2 separate regions of the Canis lupus genome follow, and region 2 is linked to region 1. Evidence: chromatin contacts called from public Hi-C data. All regions are on one chromosome and are shown on one strand. The core of a region is the stretch at or near the end of the contact, and the rest is flanking DNA. Distances in the headings are between cores, read along the strand shown.

Region 1 (3,206 bases), core at 379-2,878:
AGTGGGCAGTGGGTGTTGGTCTGGTGGGTCATGCTTCAACAGCCCCAGCCTTCTCACCCTGTCGCTTTGCTGTACATGGGTTTTATTCTCGAGGTCCTCTCATGGTCCAAAATAGCTTCTGGAGCTCTCACCACAGTGCTATTACTGCTGTTACTACTAAGAGTAGTAATGATAATAAGAGGAAACAATACAAAAATCAAATACAAAAAGCCTAGAAACAGAGACATACATAAAGTCTGGACAACAAATCCACATTAATTCAAGCCTAATGAGACCTCCTGCTATAGCTCATGAGGCAACAAATGCATTTCACGTATTCTATTCCTGGGGTACACTGGGGAAGATCTAGAAGCCACTTGTTATATGTATTCAGCATCTAACACTTTACAAAGTGTTTCTGTAACTATTACCTTATTTGCTCTTCACAGTACTCTAAAAAGGTTAAGATGAACAGGTCTTAATATTATTATTCCTATTGTACACTAGAAACCAGCCAGGTGCTAAGTAATCAGATCCCAGTACCTCCTATCTTCCCAAAGAGTCCATGGTTATATATCTTTGGATATTTGTTGGAAATGAAAAGGGAGCAATCCTGATGTAGAAGAAAGAAAATGACCCCCAAACAGGACCCCTACCCGTTGTAGCTAATCGTATGGCCTCAGCCTCACTGACTCAGTATCCTGGCTTGTAAGACAAAAATAAGAGCATCTGTTGATTTTTGGGGTTGTTGTAAGGACAGCAGTGACTGCAATGCACATGGCAAATAGGTCAGTCCAGGGAGATCACTGCTATGACCTAGGCTTACCTCTTATATCTGCTGTGTCCTTGGAAACTCGCTTCCTTCTACTGGGCCTCAGTTTACTTTTCTAGGAAAGCAAAGGCTCTGGATTCATTGACTTGCTAAACCACCTTCCAAATCGCAGTCCCATCACAGCCCAGGAAACAACTCAGATTGTAAACCAGGTTGGAACACTCCCTCCGGTTCCCTGGTAGCTCCCTGTGTGTTTCAGAACAAGCTAAAAACGTTTCTGACTCTTCGCATCTGTAAAAAGGGATAGTACCTAGCTTGTTGGAAAGGCAAGCGTCCCGAGGATTAAATAGGGGTGTGTGTGTGTGTCCACGGCCCCCAGATTGTAACCGGCGCAAAGGCAGGTACTATCTGCTTTGTAGGTTTGAGGACTGTCACACCACTTCAGAGGGCTGACCCCAGGATTAGATGGATAAATTCATGTAAAGTATCAGAAACAAGACCTGGCACAAATTAAGCATTCAGTAAATACCAATATTGTTGTTAATCACATCCGCCTACAAACAGTCCCGGCCTTTAGTACGAGAAGTGGTTGTAGGATACACACGAGACACGCGTGCAACACAGGTCGTTGCGGAGAGTTAGGGCGGGTGAGCTCTGCGCCTTTAAAAGTCCAAGAGCCGGGAGGAGCCGCGGCGAGGCTGCCTGCCACGCCCCCAGCCGGCAGAGGCGGGGGGAGGGGCCGCGGGAGGCGGGGCGGGCGCGCGGGCCAATCCCTGGCGCGGTTCAAAGGACCAATCGGGGCGCGCTTTACAGGGGCCGCGCCCGGCGGGGGCGGGGCTCAGCCGCCGCCTGCCCCGCCCCCGGCCCCGCCCCCGGCCCCGCCCCCGCCCCCGGGGACCGCCCTGCCCCGCTCGGTGCAGCTCGGCGCGGCCACCTGCAGAGCCCCGCTAGCTAAAATGTAATTTCAGATTGGACAAGTAAGTGACCCTCCTCCCAGTCCCACGTGTGCAGCAGGGGCTTTTGCAGAAGCGCAGGCTCGCGGCGCCTACGGTCTCCAACCCAAGCGCGCACGCGGCCCCAGCCCCCCTCCGGGTTCCCGCAGTCGCCGCCTCTTGCTCCTCTTCCTCCTCCTCCTCTTCCTCCTCCTCCTCCTCCTCCTCCTCCAGCCGCCTAAGTGTCGTGCCAGCCGGGCCTCGGCTCCCGGGACGCTGTAGAGTTCCTGGTGTCCTCTCCCGGGTGAGGCGTGTGGCCGCTCTAGGGAAGGGTCGACCTTGACTGCATCCCCGGAGGCTGCATGACCCGGGTCCCCTCCGGCCCTGACCAGTTCCCTGTGTTCACTCCACTTTCCTCCCTCCGGACCCTTATTTTAAGATATTTTTTTTCCCCCAGGCAGATTTGAGTTTTTAATAAAAATCTTGCTACCTAAGAGGTTTTTCTTTTTTTTTTTTTTTTTGTTTTTTTTTTTGGGGGGGGTTTGTTTTGTTTTGTTTTGTTTTGTTTTGTTTTCTAAAGGCCAGGGCTGCTTGTAATTTTAAAACGCTTTCAGCAGCACGTGATAATGGTTGGGGTGCATTTTAGGGTAGATGGTATATAATGCTGTTTGGTTGCAGTTCTCCAGGGTAGGGAAGGCCTAGGAGTTATCTTTCCATTTTAATTCATTTCCCTTCTTTTAAGGATTGACAAGATGCAAAATGGTGAATTTCCCTAATCATTGGCTGTTTTCCACGAAAGCACTTCTCCTGTCCTAACTAATTTCATCCCTAAATTAAAGGGTTAGTCATTACCAAGCTATGGGAGAGCATTAGGTTAATTTTTAAAATAGGAGAGCTGGAGGGAGGAAGTGATTACACTTTCGAATTGCAGATCAGTAAGAAAGAAGGCACGTCTTCTGTAGGTTTGTGGCTATTCTACAGATGGTACAGTTTTGCTTTTTATTTGCTTTTCTCCTTTTTTTTTTTTTTTAATGATCCACCAATGTATATCCTGATTTTTTTTTTTTCCACGTTTTATGTTGCCAGCTGGGTCTTGTAGCCTTCTGACTACCTCCTGGTCTTCTGGGAGTCTCCTGTTCATGAGACCGTATGCCTGGCTCTTGACCTGATGATGGTTGGCCTGGCTCTTGGAGGGATCAGCTGAGGAGGACTGTTGATTAAGGATGATGGGGGAACAGACCAGAGAGGGTGAGAAAGGCCTAGAGATTGATTTTGAGGGGAAGGGAGCCGGGGAGCCTCCCTTCGTGGATTTGGAAATCAAAACATGTGTATTGGGAGAAGGGAATAACCCAGAGGGTGGAGATCTGTGTCTTTCTGGATGAAATTAAGAAGTTTACTGGGAGGAGACTGGGCTTTCTTCCAGACTGTGTTAATTTTTGCTGTGGGCCTTGTCTTTTCCTGGAATCTGGTTCCCTTTCCCTAACCTTTCACTTAGTTCAAATCACAGTCAATTACCAGCTGGT
Region 2 (3,206 bases), core at 405-2,904, 440 kb before region 1:
CCCCCCCCCCACCCCTTTAATACTGAATGAGATCGAATGTTAGGTCCATGCAGTTCTTGGTCAATGTTAAAGAAAAGTCTAACGTTCTGTTCGCGCGGGGACAGCCCGTCCGCAAAGCGGGGCAGCCCGCGGGCAGCCGCTCCCTGGCCCCGTGCCAGGGGAGGGCGCGCCAAGTCCTTCCCACTCGTGCACACTGGGGGCGCCGTCAGGACGCCGCCCAGTCCAACTTGGATACCCTTGGCTTTAGTCCTTGGACACTTCTTGTCTCTCTCGCTCTCTCTTGCAACTTGTCAAGTTCTCAAGTTCTCTCGCTCTCGCTCTCTGTGTGTGTGTGTGGTTTTTTTTTTTCTCCTCTCTCTCTCTCTCTCTCTCCTCTCTCTCGGTTGCCCCTCAAGCCCCCGACAGTCTGTCCTCAAAACGTTTGCAACTGCTGCGTTAGCATGAGCTGGCACCCACTGTTAACGTGATTCATGACTTTCTGTTTAAGCTGTGCCACCTGTTCCCTGAGCATGTTGGCCGTGGACGCCAGCTCCGAGTTCTGCGCTTTCAAGGTTTTCACTTTTTCCTCCAGCCGGGCGATCCTCTCCAGCTTCCTTTTCCGGCACTTGGAGGCAGCTATGCGGTTCCTCATGCGCTTCCTCTCGGCCTTGATCCTCTCTTGCGACTCCATGTCGATGGGGGACAGGGGCGGCGTCTCCCCGGGCATCTCGGGCACCGTCTGCGGCTCCTCCTTCAGGGCCTGCAGGCGCGGGTGCTGCACGGGGAGCTGCTGGGGCAGGTGGTGCGGCGCTTGCGGGGGCTGCTGCGGCTGCTGCGGCTGCTGCTGCTGCTGGGGCTGCGCGGGAAAGGCCAGGCCGGCCGCGCCGTAGGAGGGCGCCCCGCCGCCGCTGCTCAGCGCGCCCGGGTTGAAGTTGCTGAGGTTGGCGTAGACCGGCGGCTCGCTGTGCAGGCCCGCGCTGAAGCCGCCGCCGCCGCCGCCGCCGCCCGCCGCGGAGGCCACCGCCGGGGCCACCATGCCCGCGCCGCTGACCGGCTGCGCCGCCGACGTGACGCTGGGCAGCGTGTTCTGGCTGTGCAGCTCGGCCAGGGCGCGCACGAAGCCCTCGGCGAAGCCCTCCTGCTCGTCCGTCACGTTCTTGGGGCACAGGAACTGCGTGGGGGTCGGCGTGGTGGTGATGTGCCCGTTGCTGGACTGGATGATCAGGCGCTCCAGCTCGGGCGAGGCCAGCTTGAGCAGCCCCACGTCGGGCGAGGTGAGCAGGTCCGAGTTCTTGGCCCGGAGGTGCGGCTTCAGGCTGCCCACCGGGTCGGCCAGGTTCAGGGTCATGCTCTGCTTCAGGATCTTGGGGTTACTGTAGCCGTAGGCGCCGCTCTCGGACTGCAGGAACGAGGCGTTGAGGGCATCGTCGTAGAAGGTCGTTTCCATCTTTGCAGTCATAGAACAGTCCGTCACTTCGCGCGGGGTTACTTTGGGCTGCGCGCAGAAGTTTCGGGGCCGCAACAGCGCGCTGGCGAGCGGGGGACCCCCGCGCCTCCCGGGTGGGGGGGGCGGCCCTGGGCTAGAGGAAAGTTTCTGGAGGGGCGCGCGCTCCCGCCGGCGGTCCTCCCCCCGCGCCCCGCTCACCGGCTCCGGCCGCCGCCGCGCTCCTCCTGGGTCAGCTGGCGCGCGCGCTGCCCGCCTCGGGGAAAAGTCGCGGTCACCCACGGGGCGCGCTCGGGGCGCTCTCGGGGCGCGGCGGCTCCCGGGGGCCCGCGGGCCCGCCCCCGCGGCGACAGGGGGAGGGGGCGCCGGGCAGCCGCGGCTCGCGCTCGCCCAAGTTCAGCCACCGGGGCGAGGGGCGCCGAGCGCACGTCCCTCCGCGGTCTCCTCGCTCCGCCGCCGCCTCTCTCGTCCCGGCCGCCGCCGCCGCCGCCGCCGCCGCCGCCGCAGCCGCCGCAGCCTCAGGCGCGGCAGAGCTTTGCAAAAGTTCGCTCCGGGACCCGGGCCACTCGTCCCCTGTGCTCCCGGCCAGGAAAGTTCTGAGCCGCCGCAGCCACTCTCTGCACTTGCGCGGACGGACCTGTCGCCGCTCTCCGCGCTGTCACGGCTCCCGGGCGGCGGGGCTCTCCTCCCGGGGGCGGCTGGAGAAGGGGGTTCTCCGGGCGCTCCCCGAAACACCAGCCCGGGAGCCACAGGCGCTAGCTCCGGCCAGTCGGCGAGGAAAATGCAAAACGGAAAGCGGATTTTGCAGCCCGGACTCTCCGGCCGTCTCGCCTGCCCGCGGCCGCCCGCCTCCCCGAGTCCGCGCTCCTCCACTCCCACCTCGCCGCCTCGGCCACACTCAGTGCAACTCTGAGCCCTTATCCAGCCGGAGCTCAACACTTATCTGCTACCAGTCAACCCCTAAAAATAGCCCATGATGTCACCCCAAGGCCTTCCCATTGGCTCGCGTCGCTCTCCAGGGGGCGGGCCCGCCCGTCGCCATGGAGACCCCACCCTAGAAGATTCTTCTCCGGCCCCGCGGAGGCTCACGGGATGAGGTAATGCTCCGCTGCCCTCCTACAGTTGGGCCCTTCTTTCTCCTCCTCCCCCTCCCCCTCCCCCTCCCCCTCCCCCCTCCCCCTCCCGCGCGGCTCGCGCCCGGCTCTGCCCCCGTCTCCTCCGCCGCGCGTCTTTCCCGGCCCGCCCGGTGCATTGTGGGCTGACGTCTTGGGATTTGACTGTCGGGTGACGGCGGCTGCCGCGAGCCGGGCGGACGCGGGCGGACGCGGGCGGACGCGGGCTCCCGCGGCCCGGGCGGGCTCCAGTTCAGGGCGCTGGCGGGAAGGCGCGGGGACCCGGCCAGGTGCCCGGGGCCGAGGGCGCGCGGGGTGCGGGGAGGGGTGCACCACTCGGGGCGCTCGAGGTCCTCCGCGGGCGCCGCGCCGCCTGCCGCGGCTGCAGGCCGAGCTCCGGGCCGGCGTCCCCCGCCCCCCCCCCGCACTTCCGGGGGGCGGGAGCACCGCCCTTAAGGTGGCTCCCTTAAGTCCCCTGTGCGGGCCGGGGAAAGCGGGCGTCCGTTTGGGGCCGGTCTCGCGAGCGCGCCCCCTCCCGCCCCCCGTTGAGGACGCCGCGAAGTTTGTGTCCCGGTCAAGTTCACCAGCGGCCGCCCGCGCTGCTGTCCCGCGGCGCCGGCCGCCCAGGGGCCTGCACTGCTCCAGACTGGGTGCCCAGCTCGGTCCGCGCT

What was found. A called contact is a pair of places that touch in the nucleus more often than the background predicts.
Region 2: a Hi-C map of blood shows a contact between it and region 1, with 5 times the contacts expected there. The contact joins the promoter of JUN here to the promoter of FGGY in region 1. A contact is called at or near these places in 2 of 9 Hi-C or Micro-C datasets (both in blood).

Annotation. Positions count from the first base shown.
Region 1 is chr5:50,881,956-50,885,161 of UU_Cfam_GSD_1.0, reverse strand. FGGY (FGGY carbohydrate kinase domain-containing protein) reads left to right here and starts at 1,628. Exons shown (of 16, transcript XM_038537374.1): 1 at 1,628-1,728. It overlaps LOC111096114 (a long non-coding RNA gene), which reads right to left and starts at 1,444. Exons shown (of 3, transcript XR_005358899.1): 1 at 1,300-1,444; 2 at 806-1,042; 3 at 1-156.
Region 2 is chr5:51,325,428-51,328,633 of UU_Cfam_GSD_1.0, reverse strand. JUN (transcription factor AP-1) reads right to left here and starts at 1,654. Exons shown (of 1, transcript XM_038537394.1): 1 at 323-1,654. The coding sequence starts at 1,438. The coding sequence ends at 413. LOC102155586 (a long non-coding RNA gene) reads left to right here and starts at 2,737. Exons shown (of 3, transcript XR_005359703.1): 1 at 2,737-2,825.